Regions from separate parts of the Mus musculus genome. Here regions 2, 3, 4 and 5 are each linked to region 1. Evidence: chromatin contacts called from public Hi-C and HiChIP or PLAC-seq data. All regions are on one chromosome and are shown on one strand. The core of a region is the stretch at or near the end of the contact, and the rest is flanking DNA. Distances in the headings are between cores, read along the strand shown. Region 1 has its middle 22 kb from the start of Rbm43. Region 2 has its middle 32 kb from the start of Gm32360. Region 3 has its middle 30 kb from the start of Rnd3. Region 4 has its middle 3.1 kb from the start of Gm13497. Region 5 overlaps Gm13497 (predicted gene 13497).

The links. A called contact is a pair of places that touch in the nucleus more often than the background predicts. HiChIP or PLAC-seq counts read pairs in DNA pulled down with a chosen protein or histone mark.
Region 2: a contact with region 1 is called in a Hi-C map of embryonic fibroblasts, with 6 times the contacts expected there. The contact joins two enhancer-like sites. A contact is called at or near these places in 2 of 484 Hi-C or Micro-C datasets (embryonic fibroblasts and uterus), 1 of 115 datasets of contacts at active chromatin or transcription factors (fibro-adipogenic progenitors) and 1 of 9 other capture datasets (embryonic stem cells).
Region 3: a contact with region 1 is called in an H3K27ac HiChIP or PLAC-seq map of embryonic fibroblasts, with 9 times the contacts expected there. The contact joins two enhancer-like sites. A contact is called at or near these places in 3 of 484 Hi-C or Micro-C datasets (embryonic retina and liver) and 1 of 115 datasets of contacts at active chromatin or transcription factors (embryonic fibroblasts).
Region 4: a contact with region 1 is called in a Hi-C map of uterus, with 3 times the contacts expected there. The contact joins two enhancer-like sites. A contact is called at or near these places in 3 of 484 Hi-C or Micro-C datasets (nephron progenitors, tail fibroblasts and uterus) and 1 of 115 datasets of contacts at active chromatin or transcription factors (embryonic midbrain).
Region 5: a Hi-C map of uterus shows a contact between it and region 1, with 6 times the contacts expected there. The contact joins two enhancer-like sites. A contact is called at or near these places in 1 of 39 promoter capture datasets (the 3T3-L1 cell line) and 10 of 484 Hi-C or Micro-C datasets (the C2C12 cell line, the HL-1 cell line, adipose-derived mesenchymal stem cells and 4 more).

What each region holds. Positions count from the first base shown.
Region 1 is chr2:51,911,445-51,914,374 of GRCm38.p6, forward strand. No RefSeq gene overlaps it. Among named protein-coding and RNA genes, the nearest start is that of Rbm43, 22 kb to the right of the region's middle. Within about 2 kb of position 1,432, at least 29 of the 459 cell types and tissues checked have an H3K27ac peak or open chromatin away from gene starts, as enhancers often do. A contact at or near this core is called in embryonic fibroblasts and uterus, where this site is marked.
Region 2 is chr2:51,055,098-51,058,027 of GRCm38.p6, forward strand. No RefSeq gene overlaps it. Among named protein-coding and RNA genes, the nearest start is that of Gm32360, 32 kb to the right of the region's middle. Within about 2 kb of position 1,439, at least 70 of the 459 cell types and tissues checked have an H3K27ac peak or open chromatin away from gene starts, as enhancers often do. A contact at or near this core is called in embryonic fibroblasts and uterus, where this site is marked.
Region 3 is chr2:51,177,905-51,180,834 of GRCm38.p6, forward strand. No RefSeq gene overlaps it. Among named protein-coding and RNA genes, the nearest start is that of Rnd3, 30 kb to the left of the region's middle. Within about 2 kb of position 1,382, at least 8 of the 459 cell types and tissues checked have an H3K27ac peak or open chromatin away from gene starts, as enhancers often do. A contact at or near this core is called in embryonic fibroblasts, where this site is marked.
Region 4 is chr2:51,237,307-51,240,236 of GRCm38.p6, forward strand. No RefSeq gene overlaps it. Among named protein-coding and RNA genes, the nearest start is that of Gm13497, 3.1 kb to the right of the region's middle. Within about 2 kb of position 1,510, at least 33 of the 459 cell types and tissues checked have an H3K27ac peak or open chromatin away from gene starts, as enhancers often do. A contact at or near this core is called in uterus, where this site is marked.
Region 5 is chr2:51,275,331-51,278,260 of GRCm38.p6, forward strand. All of the region lies in intron 1 of Gm13497 (predicted gene 13497), which reads left to right. Among named protein-coding and RNA genes, the nearest start is that of Gm13497, 35 kb to the left of the region's middle. Within about 2 kb of position 1,416, at least 8 of the 459 cell types and tissues checked have an H3K27ac peak or open chromatin away from gene starts, as enhancers often do.

The DNA.
Region 1 (2,930 bases), core at 182-2,681:
AGGCCAAAGTAAAACTCGTTCCGTTTTCATTTCTATCAGCCCTTCATCCCGGGCACTTGTTACAGACAACCAACGCGGGGACCAAATGGAAGAAGCGGAGGGCGCGAGGAGTTAAGACTTCAAAAGTTCTCCAGGCAGGAAGCAGACTTACAAAAGTGCTCATCTGCAAACACCGGCTTTTCTTCATGAAGAATATTCTGTAGAGAACGACTCAAGCGCAGAGCATGGAGCTACAATATGAGGAGGACTTTTCCCAGGCTGTGAAACCCGATGCTGTCATCCCAGCCTGGTTTTGACCTTGCTTGGTAGAAGGTGGTATCTTTACCCCTTCCAGGACTCCCTGGAATGCATCTTACCCAATCCTACCGCCAGCCCCACCACTGCGGAGGAGTAGAGAAAGCACTTCTTGAGATGCATATGTTCTCTGACTGCAATGACTCTTGCCTCAGAAAGGCCTGTGATGGCCTCACCCATTCCTGTTGAGATCTGGGACTTTGAATTGATGACATTTTATATTTTGGGTTGAGCCTTTCAGAGGCAAGTAGGAGGGGATGAATATATCCTGCGTGAGAAAGGGAAATAAATCTTTGGTGGTCAGAAGTACACTGTGGTAGGTTGAATAATGGTTCAGAAAGAATCCAGCGCTAGTCTTCAAAGGCTGTAAATATGCTACCTTATAAGGCAAAATGACTTTGCAGATGTGAACATGCTGTGAACTCTGTGATAGAGGACTTATCTGGATTATCTGAGGGCACCCAATGTAATCACAAGATTTATAGCATTAAAAGGAAACTTTCACAGCACCCCCCCCTCTCCAAATGCACTCTTTAAGACATCCTGACTTGAAAGGTTTCTGTTAAGAAACAGTATAATAACCATTGATTTCAAAAAACGAAGCTTTTTTTCCCCCACTGAACGTACTTTAAAAGCATTAAAATGCAGCTGAGCGCTCTGAGCTCCTATGATTAATTAAAAGATTGCATCTGGATATAGAGCATGTGTGTGTAAGAACGGGATTTCTCACGCAGAGCCTGTTCCTGGTACCTTCTCAACGCCATCCATCCTGCGTGTAGAAGAAAACTAATCCCAAACTGGACGTCTCTTTCCAGAGGGACTGGAACCTAACGTCCAGGATCAGAAAGGCGTCAGCAGTAGTTTAGCCTGGAGTTTCAGTCCAGGTATCCCAGAGAAACAGAACAGCCAACCCGCCATCTTCCTTCTCTGGACCAGACCGCAGAGGCCATCAAGGTAGGAAGACCCGAGGAACGAAGAGTGGCTTTTTCTTACAGTGCAGAAGGACATAGCACAGTTAAGGTTTTCTTTCTATCCTGAGCAGAAGTCTTGACAATAAACATCTGGAAGCTTGTCCACTATGAATTGCTTGGGTTTCTTCTCCTCTGTTTCCCTGAGGCCACAGTGACATGATACTGTAAGAATTCCCCCCACCCCCTCTTTCATCTGCTTCCTTTCCACTGACAGCTCATAAAGGATGGGCCGCACTGGGAACGAAAGCTTCCCAGTTATTTTCTTAAAATACCAGGGGAGTTTCAGCTCCACAGACCTCGGACTGGATGCCAGAGAGAACATTTTTCCTAAGTCGTGGCAGCTTTGGTGCCTGGGGCTCCACCTGGATTCCCACACGGCCCTTTAAGGCCCGAGCTAATAGCTTACTAAGTCTTAGGAGAAAGATCCAGTAACCAGGTGGAAAAATTAGATAAGAGGCTTTTCCTGCTTGTTGTCTTTTTGCTAATAATGTTTTTTTAAATGCCTGTCATGTATGAGTTTTATACGAAGGTCCAAATTCTTTTTGTTGTACTTAGTCTTGTTTAAGCAAAATTTCACTGACTCTGCTTTATAAATACTAACATGTTGTATAAAAATAAAAAAAAAAAAACTTAAGTATATACCTGATACCCACTTAAGGCATAGGTTCTGGGTCAGAACACAGGTCTATTCAAGTCCCGACCCCACATTCCTAACTACCTTTTGTGTGTATGATGCTGGGGGTGGAACTGTGCGCATGCTAGCCATGCATTATACCATTGACCCACACCCTAGCCTTTCACCCTGTTGGGACCCTTTAAAAGCCTAGATGTGTCAGAAGATTTAAAAGCCAGAGTAATTATTCTCCTATTGGACCTGTGGAAGCTGCAAGTATCCTAGAATTCTCAAGGCCGCCATACCACACCTGCCATAGGTGTGGCCCGTCAGAAATGACCGAGCCATGGAGCTAAGAAGGCCAGAGGGAAACCTCCAGGTATGACTTCTGTTTCAAGAGAGGCTTGGGGGTCCATTTGAGAGGCAGACCCGGGAGCCCCTGCAGACTTTCATCAGACAATGTGGCTATTGTTTACAAGGATACAAGAGAAGAACAAAATGGACTTAAGAGATTTTTGACCTAAGATGACACACTAGATCCATCAGCAAACTCCCACCACCCCCTGCATGCCCTGACTCCCACTCTGCAATTCTGCTGTGGAAAAAGGAGATATCCCAGACTCTCTTGGGTTATGTTTCTGATAGTGAAATACCAGGGAAGTCTGGCATAAATGATGTTCATTTCTGACATCTAGAAAAGAGGCTCAAACTAGAAATTGAAAGTACTGGAGTATGGGGGGGGGGAGTACTATTTTCTTGTACATCTGACTTTGTAAGCTAAGAAAGGCATATCATATGTGTGTGTGTGTGTGTGTGTGTGTGTATAAAACAAAATTTTAAAGTATAAATACACATTGAAATATATATAGTACATTTTCATCTTCCCTTTCTCTCTCGTGTGTGTGTGTGTGTGTGTGTGTGTGTGTGTGTGTGTTTAGCACACACTGCATGTGTGGTGATCAGAGGGTTCTTCCTTCTGCCCTGTGGGTTCCAGGAAGCAACCTCAGATTGTCAAACTCACCCCGTCAGCTGAAACACTTCTCCAGACCTCA
Region 2 (2,930 bases), core at 189-2,688, 860 kb before region 1:
ACAGGGGATTTAAAAAGCAGGAAAATAGCCGGGCGTGGTGGCGCACGCCTTTAATCCCAGCACTCGGGAGGCAGAGGCAGGCGGATTTCTGAGTTCGAGGCCAGTCTGGTCTACAGAGTGAGTTCCAGGACAGCCAGGGCTACACAGAGAAACCCTGTCTCGAATAACCAAAAAAACAAACCAAAACCAAAAAAAAAAAAGCAGGAAAATACAAACTGATGATATTCATTTTTAAAGGGCAATGTTTCCTATAAGGACAGTTGAAATAAACCACAGCCTTTTAAACTGAAATATCAACATCAAATAACAACAGTATCATGTGTTGGAAAGAATGTTTAAGGAAACACCACCTCAGATTGTCTTATAGGGATGAAATCTGATAGTAGCTTTTAAAGCTGAAGTTGGGCAATTGCCACAAGAATGGCAGAAGTAATCAAAGCCTTTGTCTCCGGTATCTCCACTCCTTGGAGTTTATCCAAACAAAACAAGCGGAAAAACGGAAGCAGATAAATGTGATGAAGGTTCAAAATCCATGCCCTAAGTAAAACTTGAACATGTAAAACTTGGGCTGCTAAAAGAATTAGCCTGGTCCACACAGAGCAAGTCCCAGAACAGCCAGGGCTACTCAGAAAACCCCCATCTCAAAATTTAAAAATGTAATGACATTTTATTTCAGTAAAGATAATATTTGTAAACACTATTTAATGTCTTAAAAATATTTTGCACACAATGGTAAGAACCCAGACAAAATGTCTAAGTTCAGTATTGGTTTGCAACCACAGGGAAATGCACAGAGATTCTTTCATGATGAGAAGTAAATTATGATTTTTAAAGATATCATTAGCCAATTGTAAAGTGACATATCTTTTCTATGACATATCTTTTCCATTCTTTCTTATATTCTTCTATGTCTTTCTGCCCTGAAGTGTTTTTCTTCTCACGAAATATGTAACTTTGTAAAGATGTAACCTCTGAGAAACAACAAATAGATTTTTTTTCTTCTGTCCTTTGAAGATGGAGGAAAAGTTCTGGGCCAGTGAAAGAGGGAGCTCTGGGTATTTCCTTTTCCCACCAGACTGAAACAATCTCAGTAGAATGTTAACAAGCACGGCTGTCTGTGTGTAACATTACCTCTTCCACCACCTCGGCCTCACCCCACCCTCTTTTTATGTTGCTTAGTCATGCATCGTTTCAGAGGCCATGAAATCTGGCTCAGGGGTTTGCTGCCAGAGAGTTGGAGTGAAGTCTCTTGCTTCCAGAGGAATTAGTTTAAACCAGCCATGAAGAAAATGAAGACAGGCATACAGGCAGAAAAAAAAAAAAAAAAGTCAAGGTCCAAACTCCAAATTTCATGTTGACCAGGAAATGAAGGGAGGGACTTGAAGAGCGGATGTCACTGTGGATAGATAGCACTGGTGTGGAAGACCTTTGGTCAGAGGTAGAGGTGTGCTCACCCACAGCTGAGGGACTTCTCCCTGCACCCAAAGGGATTCCGGCTACATCTGGTTTGGGTCCACCAGGAATCATGAGGCTGACTCTGTAACAAGTAAACTATAATTCCCCGAGGAATAATTCCAGGCATTTTGACAATTCTGAATTATGTCGCTGTTAAAGCTTGGCGACCTTTACCATACATCTTATTTTATGGGTAAATTTGTCAGCTTTTTCTGTAATTACAATTCCACTCTCTAGCATTCAGTTCTTTTATTTTTCTTACAGAGAAACAACACCTTCTTCTCCACCCCTCTTTTATGCGACCCTGATTTCTGTTGGAGAGATTACTGTAGTTTTGAAAATGAAGGCTTAAATGTTCGAATCTAGCCCCTCCTCCAACTCCAGTTTGAGGCCTTAAGGGTATCTTCTTAGAGAAAATCTGTCCTGTGCATTTGCTGGTAGGAAACAGTCAGCTAGATCCTTGCTTTGCAGGACTAAGCCATCAATTCGTAGGACTTAGGTGCAAGCTACTGCTGGCTCCTTCCTCATGCAGTCCCTCAGGGCTCCTGCCACAGGCTCAGCTCTGATAGTAACCCATCCCACATTCCCACCGGTTCAGGTTTCAAAGACTCCATGAGGTAATTATATCTTGATTAAGACATCTCTATCATTTAGCTTGAGATCATGAAGACACGCTGGAGCCAGGCACAGTGGTACCTATCTGTTGCACCCATGACAATGGAAGGAGACCAGAAGTTCAAGGCCAGCTTGGGGCTACAGAGCATAAATCTAGCTCAAAAACAAACAAGCAAACAATGCAAAATCCCCACAAGGACTAACAATATTTCCTGTCACAAAATATGTGGCTTCTATTGTTATGTTTAAATGTCAAAGCAACTGTGTGAAAATGGTCATTTTAATGGTGGCTTAGAGTAGAACCTGTTAGGTATGGTGTATTTCTGCAAAATGTGTCATGGTTGTGCATCTCTGAAGGCACAGGCAGTACAATACACAAAAACAAATTAACATCAGGGCATACTTTTAAAAAAAAAAAAAAACTTTCTGTCTAGAGTGTGAACCTTGCCAGAAAGAAAGCAAATGTCGCTGTGCGAAGATACAAGAATTGGAAGGCTTTAGACTTCTTCACATCAGCCAGGAGAAACTGTATGACACAGGACTACCTGATAGGCATTTATTTAAATCTGTAACTCTGGAGTCAGCTAGACTTTCATTCCATTATTAAGGACTGAAGTTTTAAAGATAGTTTTAGACCTAAGTGATTTAAAAAACAACAAACAAACAAACACTACCAAATGCTTCCCTAGGAAGCTCTCTGAGAGTTCTTCCATGAAATGATGGGAGAAGACTTGGGTCTTCAGTAGGAGAATGAAGCAAGGAGGAGTCCCCACAGAGCCACCATGTAGCAGGAGACCTCCAGCATACAGGATAGCAGCTCAGGCAAGAGAGCTCCCATAGAAGAAGCTCGCAGAACACCC
Region 3 (2,930 bases), core at 132-2,631, 730 kb before region 1:
TGACATCACTTCTGGGAAATAGCACATTGATGGGGGAATTCTCCTAAAATCACCATGAAAGAGTACATGTAACATAGGAAGAGGCAAATGATATTTTCTTCTAGATACTGGGTGCATAATATTGATATTCCTGGACTGTATAAACAACACTGTGAACAACTCAGATTTTATGGCTAATTTGGAGGATGAGTAAATGGTCAAAGAATTTTTTTTTACCTGCCAATATCAAGGCATAGATGATGATCAAAGCAAAGCCATTCTAGCTGTGAGTTTTAATGTTCCGCCTGCATCTCCTAAAGCAGATATGCAGATATGCGGGCGTGTTTATAGTAGTAGTTCAAGAGATTCCTGTGGTCCTTTCTAAAATTATTCTGTAGAAATGGTTACTTTAAATCACTTTAAAAAAGAACAAGAGCAAATGTGAAGGATCATCCCAGAAGGTCTGAAAACTCCATGGGTTTTATTCTTGAAGTTGTAAGAGAGGGGTCTGAGAAGAGCATGGGTGCAGACGCTCTGTTGTGTGACCACTTTATCTGAGAGCACCTTGATTTTTTTCTTTGCATATCACTGATGTGCATAGCTGCATCCGTATCACACTTCCCTTTGCATTTGCTTCACTAAACTGTATATCATGCTCCTGATAACTCCGTTAGAAAAAAAACCAGAAGCTTTAGATTTTAAGTATTTTTATGAACAACAGATATTAAACGCCTATACCAGTTACTCTGTTCCCATCATGCCTTCACTAGCTTTCTCTACTACAATTCAGAGACAGGCTATCAAGAGCCATATTCACTGTCTAGACTGGCAGAATGCCTTTACCTCCCTTCTCCCTCCCTACCAACAGGTTCCATGCGTGTTGATCTCACGCTATTCAGCAGCCTCACAGGATACCCAGTTGGTCATCTTCACATTCTGTTGCCTGTCTAATAATTACTATATTAAAATTATTATTATTTATTAGCATTAATATTATGCCTATGGTATGTGGGTGTGGGTGCACATGTGGAGGTCAGAGGGCAATTTGAGGAGTTAGTATCTCCTTCCACCTTTTCTGGGGTTCTGGGGATGGGACTCATGACACTTATATGGTGATAATGGCTTGCTCTGCAAGTGTCTTTTCCAGCTGAACCATCTTGTGACATACTATATGCTTTTGATGCCGGCTTCAATCTTCTGTGCTCACAAATGGGTTTAAATACACCTTATGTTAAATGACACCTTATTTGTCAACACCCAGTATACCACACTGTAATCTCAACCTTCATACTTTTACCAGTCAACCGTCTTCATTTCTTTACATATGCCTTTTCCCTAACTCTCTGCTTCCTTGAGGTGAAGGACTGACTCATCACTGTGAGCTGCCCCAGGCTTCCCTTCCTACACAGCTTGGGACACAGGCTAACAAGAAGCAAAGCCAGAGTTTATTGCCTGGCAAATTCTGCCTTTCCTATGACTTTGAAGCCACTAAAGGTTCATCATAGAAAGTCTGTAGCTTATAAATTGGTTCTACGCCAGAAATAACTTCTGGGTTTGGATGAAACAGAAACTCATCAAGCATCTGTGGAGATGGAGCCACAGAGACACGGTTTTGTGATCCTGTGAGTGTGATAGAGATACTGTGTTGAATTGCCGAATAGGAGGAAGGGGCAGAGAATGCTGGAGGAGGGAGGGAATAAGAATCTCTCTGGCATCTGCTGTGGTTTTATCAAAATTCTAAAATTGAGGTTCATTTAGGATATTGTCTATGTTTCATTTTTATTTCCAATTGTCCCCAAATCATTCTGTATACTTCTCACTCCTACTCTCTACCCTCTGGGTCACTTTGGCTGTCTTTTACCTTCTGCAGTTAATGACAATACTGCAGGGGTGGGTGGTGACAATGGCCACATGCAGAAGCTGACAGCAGCCCTGATTGTACTCTTACCTGCTTGGAACGGAATGACTAATAGCATTTTAAATTCCTCTGTTATTTGGAATGTGAAGTCTTCCCACACAGCAAATTACACTAGTTATAGCCTTTGGAGGTTTTCTCTTTACACCCTAGACCTCATGTTCAGAATAGGAAGAAAAAATTCTTCATGTGTATGTGATAAAGCAACGATTTTGTGTGAAGGTGAACATTGGTTGAGGAGGGAGGAAAACCTGTGCCTGACATCCTGATGGATGAGTCTGGTTTGAAGTTAGGAATGTAGAGAATGTGGGGAAAGGTTGCGGCTTCCATACCATTTTTGTCTCTATTTCAGTCTTTGCAGCTTAAATAAATAATCCCATGAAAATCTTGGGTGGAGAATGTCACCCTCAAACTAGTTTTCTTTCTCCGTACACAATCCTAGAAACTCGATTATGTCAATTCGGTAAGGTTTATGTTTCCTTGTTTTCCCTAGGGAGTTTCACGCTGTATTCTTTGGGAATTACCATGCAGTCATGAGCGAGAACAAGCCTCAGACACCAGAGGACATTGGTGGCGGCTTCTTTAGTCCTTAAGAAAGAATATTCTTGGGGTCAAGGACATGAGAAAAGGAATACCTGAACTACAATGATATTGCCTTCATGTTTCTTCTTTATAGCTAATACAAATAAATATATGCAAAATCAGATAACATATGTAATATGCTATATATTAAAATTTATATGCAGATGTATACATGCCTGAATAAATACTCGTGCTTTATTGCTACATGTCGTACAAAATACATGCATGTACATATGGACCAACAAAATGTTTGTGTATAAGTTAAAATATGGTTGCTTCTGAAACATCATGACTATATTAACATCATGTTTGAATGGAAGTTAATCTAAAGGCCTGACAAGAGGTCTGTTTTCCAATCTTTCAGCTGGAACAGCTGAGCAAGCACGTTCCCAGCACCCCTCAGTCCTTAGCCATGTGCCCTTAATCCATGTGGAGCTGAATTAAAGCATGGTCT
Region 4 (2,930 bases), core at 260-2,759, 670 kb before region 1:
GATAGCATTTGGAATGTAAATAAATCAAATAACCAATAAAAAATAAAGAAAAAAAAAGTCATTCAGAACTATACGTTTGGCCTCTCACTGGGATCCAAGTTCATAATCTGTTACCCCAGGTCTAAAACTGAACATTCTGAAACTGCAAATCCTTTTGTTAAGTTTGTCTCTAAAGCTCACTGGGTAATAGGGCCTGCTATAATCAGAAGTAGGGCGGCCCACAGGCTGAGTCTGCTAAGAAAGAATGTTCGCTTGGCTGCAGTAATCACTGCTATGTGATCGCTGCCGTGGTCCGACACACGTACAGTACTCAGATCAGATGCTATATTTCCCTCGCAACTTTGAAAATAGTTTGGACTTTTGCCCGTGTTTTGGATAAGGGACTGTGGATCTAGGCCACAGAAAGAGAACGTTGATCAAATGGAGGTGGATCCCACCCATCCCAGATCCCTTCACTGTGGGAAAGTGGGGATGAACTGGCTTACAAATAACTCACTTCTCTTTGGGACAGTTTGTTTCACTCAGGGCTGAGGAAATCGTGGTTTCAGGAAGAGACGGGCCCATGTGAATTTCAGATTCTGAAATCTCTAGCTGCTCTGTTCATTCATCCGAAATGTCCACTGATGCAGACAACAACCACAACCAGCCATCCACTCCTTCAATAAATATTCATTGTGTACTTGCTATGCTAACATTAAGCTGTAAGTCTAGAGATGTGGATTCGAGCTGATTGCATGCACTTTAGAAAAGCATTAGGCATCTCTGAATCTCTCTCTTTATATATATATGTATATATATATGTATATATATGTATATATATATACACACACACACATATATATATTAACAATCTAATGGTATACTAAAATTTATACTTGTGCATTATAAAGAGCTTCTGGGCTAATTTTTTATACATACAAAAATTACCATATACAGCATAATGTGGTATGGGCATCCCAGGATGGCTAAGACACACGACCTATTTTACAGGAGCAAGAGGATGGAGAAGTAACACAGACACACACCAGACGATGCTGCGTTTTTAATCACTGATGTGCAGCATCGTGAAACATTTGGAAGAGAAACTACTCTGAATCCTTATTAAAGAAAATACGGAAGGGGGAGGGGGAGGGGGAAGGGGAGGGGGAGGGAGGTGTCTGGAAGGGACTTCATCTGAAACAGCTGCCCTGCTAAATCCCCGTTTCAAATCGCCTGTTAGCTGATCTGACTTAAGACTTTTTTTTTTTAATCAAGAAACAAAATCTGTGGGGTTTGCCAGTTCAATTCATTTGCACATTCCACCCGGCTACATATGGCAGGGCTGAAATGATCAAGTTTCCTTCAGAGCATTATCATAAATCACAGAGATTCCAATGTGTCCTTCGCAGCTTTAAGTTTTCAGAACCATCATGACTAATGAAATATTTATTCAAAGACCTTATAGCCACTTGCACTGAGTCACGTTCCTTATAAGAGACTTTGACGGAGAGCCCATCAGGAAAGCAGCTGGAGACCCGGCGCTGGCCCCACCCCCACCGTCTACTTTTGGCCTTCACATCTGCCACCTTCAGGTTACCAAATGGCACCCTCGTAAACTCTGAGCACCGGCTTTTGCTCAACTTAACAGCTTTCAATTGGAAACACATCAAACTCTGCAGATTCTTCATAGGAGGAAAAAAAAAAAAGGAAAAAAAAAAAAAAGAAAGAGGCTTCCTTGAGGTTTTATTGCTTCGTGAAATTTATTAGGTTACAAATCAAGTTAATTTTTAGAGTACCTAGTAATTTTCCTGGATGAGCTCTAAGTTTTTACTGATGATAAAGCTGAACAGGCAGGATCAGGGTGCTTGCTTGTAGGCTGTGCATTGGCCAAGTGTTCGCAGAAGGTGTGGATGAAGCCATTTGCTGCAAATGGTGAGGGGCTGGGCTTATGTCTAAAGCTGCCCTGGCCTGATAAAATGTAGGGATGATGAGGTAGAACGTTGCCCATAACAAACGTGCTGTGTTGCATGGCTGTTCCTTCAGAAGCAAAGTCCATTTCAGCAAGGGTGCACCTATAGACTGAACCTTATGTAAACAATGCTTTTAAAAGTGTACATATACCCATGGTACATTTCATCTAATTAAAACTTTAAAAAAATTGTTGACTGATGCTACTTTTAATCCCTCCATTACAGATTGGGGAAACTGAGGCTCAACGAAAGTAAGCAACTTGCTCAAGTGATGGATTACAGTTGAAAAACAGAGTTAGCTTAGCAATGTGATATATAATTATAATGAAATATTTATTCAAAGACCTTATAGCCACTTGCACAGAGTCATGTTCCTTATAAGAGACTTTGACGGAGAGCCCATCAGGAAAGCAGCTGGAGCCCCCGTGCTGGCCCCACCTTCCACTTTTCCCTTATATAATGTAATTTTCCTTATATAATGTAATTTTTCCTTATATAATGTAAATGTGTTGGAGCTAGTTGTTTTGGGTGATCTCTTGCTAAATTTCTCATGTATTGCCTTCTGTGGGAAAGTCTTCTCCACAGATATAATGCCTTTTCTGTATTCGCAGAGTTTGTACTACCTTCCCCTCTAACATTGTAGTATGAGCTAAAGGTAGGAAAACTAGCCTGGATTTCCGTTTTTGTTCTCGATGATGTCACAGTTCCTACTATAAACCATACAATCTCAACATGTGATTCTTTCTTTCTTAGTAGGTTGAGAGTTTTCACTGTTCCACTTATAGGTAGCATTCACATGGCCCTTATTGCTCTGCTTGGAGTTTTGGAGGTCAGTATGAAATGAGATTCACTTGAACTCAACATTGCAACATGTGGTCTGAAAGCCAAGACAGCTAATTGAAGAGTAGCGAGTAGACAGCATGCTACATGGAGACCCTGAAAGAGGAATCACATTCCTTGGCAGGACAGAGCAGGGTAAAG
Region 5 (2,930 bases), core at 166-2,665, 640 kb before region 1:
CAATGGTGTCAGCGTTTGGATGCTGATTATGGGGTGGATACCTGGATATGGCAGTCTCTACATGGTCCATCCTTTCATCTCAGCTCCAAACTTTGTCTCTGTAACTCCTTCCATGGGTGTTTTGTTCCCAAATCTAAGGAGGGGCATAGTGTCCACACTTCAGTCTTCATTCTTCTTGAGTTTCATGTGTTTAGCAAATTATATCTTATATCTTGGGTATCCTAGGTTTGGGGCTAATATCCACTTATCAGTGAGTACATATTGTGTGAGTTTCTTTGTGAATGTGTTACCTCACTCAGGATGATGCCCTCCAGGTCCATCCATTTGGCTAGGAATTTCATAAATTCATTCTTTTTAATAGCTGAGTAGTACTCCATTGTGTAGATGTACCACATTTTCTGTATCCATTCCTCTGTTGAGGGGCATCTAGGTTCTTTCCAGCTTCTGGCTATTATAAATAAGGCTGCTATGAACATAGTGGAGCATGTGTCCTTCTTACCAGTTGGGGCATCTTCTGGATATATGCCCAGGAGAGGTATTGCTGGATCCTCCGGTAGTACTATGTCCAGTTTTCTGAGGAACCGCCAGACTGATTTCCAGAGTGGTTGTACAAGCCTGCACTCCCACCAACAATGGAGGAGTGTTCCTCTTTCTCCACATCCACGCCAGCATCTGCTGTCACCTGAATTTTTCATCTTAGACATTCTGACTGGTGTGAGGTGGAATCTCAGGGTTGTTTTGATTTGCATTTCCCTGATGATTAAGGATGTTGAACATTTTTTCAAGTGCTTCTCTGCCATTCGGTATTCCTCAGGTGAGAATTCTTTGTTCAGTTCTGAGCCCCATTTTTTAATGGGGTTATTTGATTTTCTGAAGTCCACCTTCTTGAGTTCTTTATATATGTTGGATATTAGTCCCCTATCTGATTTAGGATAGGTAAAGATCCTTTCCCAATCTGTTGGTGGTCTTTTTGTCTTATTGACGGTGTCTTTTGCCTTGCAGAAACTTTGGAGTTTCATTAGGTCCCATTTGTCAAGTGAAAGTCACTATTATTTCCAATAGTGTGACATCAGGCAGAACCTACTCCGGAGGCATCTAGGACTTTGCTGAAGTCCCTCAAGGAGCTACCACTGGGGGATGATTTCTGAATCCCAGGCTGTGATCTACCAACAAAGCTGGCTTGATGAGTACTAATGACAGTGGCCTGTTATTCAGAGTGATGCTTGAAAAGGAAGCAACTAGTTAGACAAAAGATGCAGAGTGCAAGGAGCCTAAAGCCCTACTGCCCTTAAGGCCACACTAGCTTGCCTTCAGGAAGCCTTTCTTGGGCATTCTTTCTAATATGTACTCTGATATGCCAGTCTACTCTGCATTGCTAGAATAGCTATAAGGGGTTAATCTTCCTCCTTCCTAGCCAACCCATGAGATTCTTCATTTTCCACATTCTTTGTTGCTTAAAAATGTCTGGTAGCTGCTCATTGCTTGGCAGATAGGATCCAAATTCTTTGGTGAGGCGCTCATTCTCTGCAATATTCTGTGAGAGCCTGATTTTTTTTTTTAACTTTTTACCCATTCTGCATTGGAAGAGGCACACAACACTTCAAGGGTACGCTACATCTAGTCTTCCCCCTTTGTCTTATGATGTTCCTGCTACCAAGAGTCCGTACTCACTTCCAGCCTATCTCTATGGCTGCCTCATATCCAGGTACCTGATAGCCATAAGACAAAAGCCTGCTCTTTCTTAGGTTGGCATTTCAAATCCAGAAATACACACACACACACACACACACACACACACACACACACACACACACACACATAAGATTTGTCAGTAGCAAAATGATCAGGCCACCTACTAAATATTTGCTTCTCAAGACTGTATAGGACTTATTCTTTTTAATGCACTGTATTGCGTTTGGTGCAGTAGGGCAGTTAAAAAGGGTAGTAGATGGAAAAATACTTAGCATATCAGGTGGTGAGAATATTTGGGATTTAGGAAGTGGTGGGTGCAGAATGTCATGAGTACGCTCTTTCCTCCTTTACATCATCTTGCTACTGAATTTTAACTTCGTAAGAATCCTCTCAGAGAACAAGTTAGTGATTAAATGAATTCTTACATATTCCTTGGGTTTATCTGCCAAATTGGAATCATGTCTTTCTCTTTAACTTCTTGCACTGTGCAGGAGAGAGCCACACTGTCGTGTGAATGCAGTTCTGTTTCAGACTGTTTCAGACTGTTGTCTGAATGCATCACTGGACTCTGACTTCCTCAGCTTTCCCTCCTCTGATGAGAGCTCCCCCTCTTCTGATGAGAGCCCCCCAATAGGTGGGGATTCTTGTGCCCCTTGCAGCCTTGGGTCACATGGAAATCATGGGAATTACTCTTTACATTCTCCTATCTCCAATCTGTAAAATCAACAAGGAAGAAGGAGCTTGTTGGCCTCTATCTGCCTTCTGATTCTTCAGGGGAGCTAGTCTGAATCCACTGTGGCTGTAAATAAATGCCCATTGGAGACACTCCTCAGCCACCAGTGCCTGTGAGCTTTGCAATTTACCATAGAAGACAATTTAAAATGGCATTTAAACATAATATTCAATAGGGTTTAAGCTGTGATTGTGAACAGAGTCATTATACCTCGCTTGACCCTCCAGCTACCATGAATGATCAGCCTTTGAATATGGATGGAACGGATGAGCCCTTGAGCTATGCATGCAGCCTTGTTCTTTTACCTTGCATTCTGCAAAATGTCACCAGCTTTATCTTTCTCAAACACTCTCTGACTCAGAAACATTACTAGCTACGTATTATTTGTTCAGAAAAGGCTGAACTTCCTATGTCAGTGTTGTTAACCTTGCACAAGTATTAGAATTAGCTGGTGAGTATTTTGCTCACGAAAGCCTTGGCTATTTGAATTGAAAGTTCCAGACTG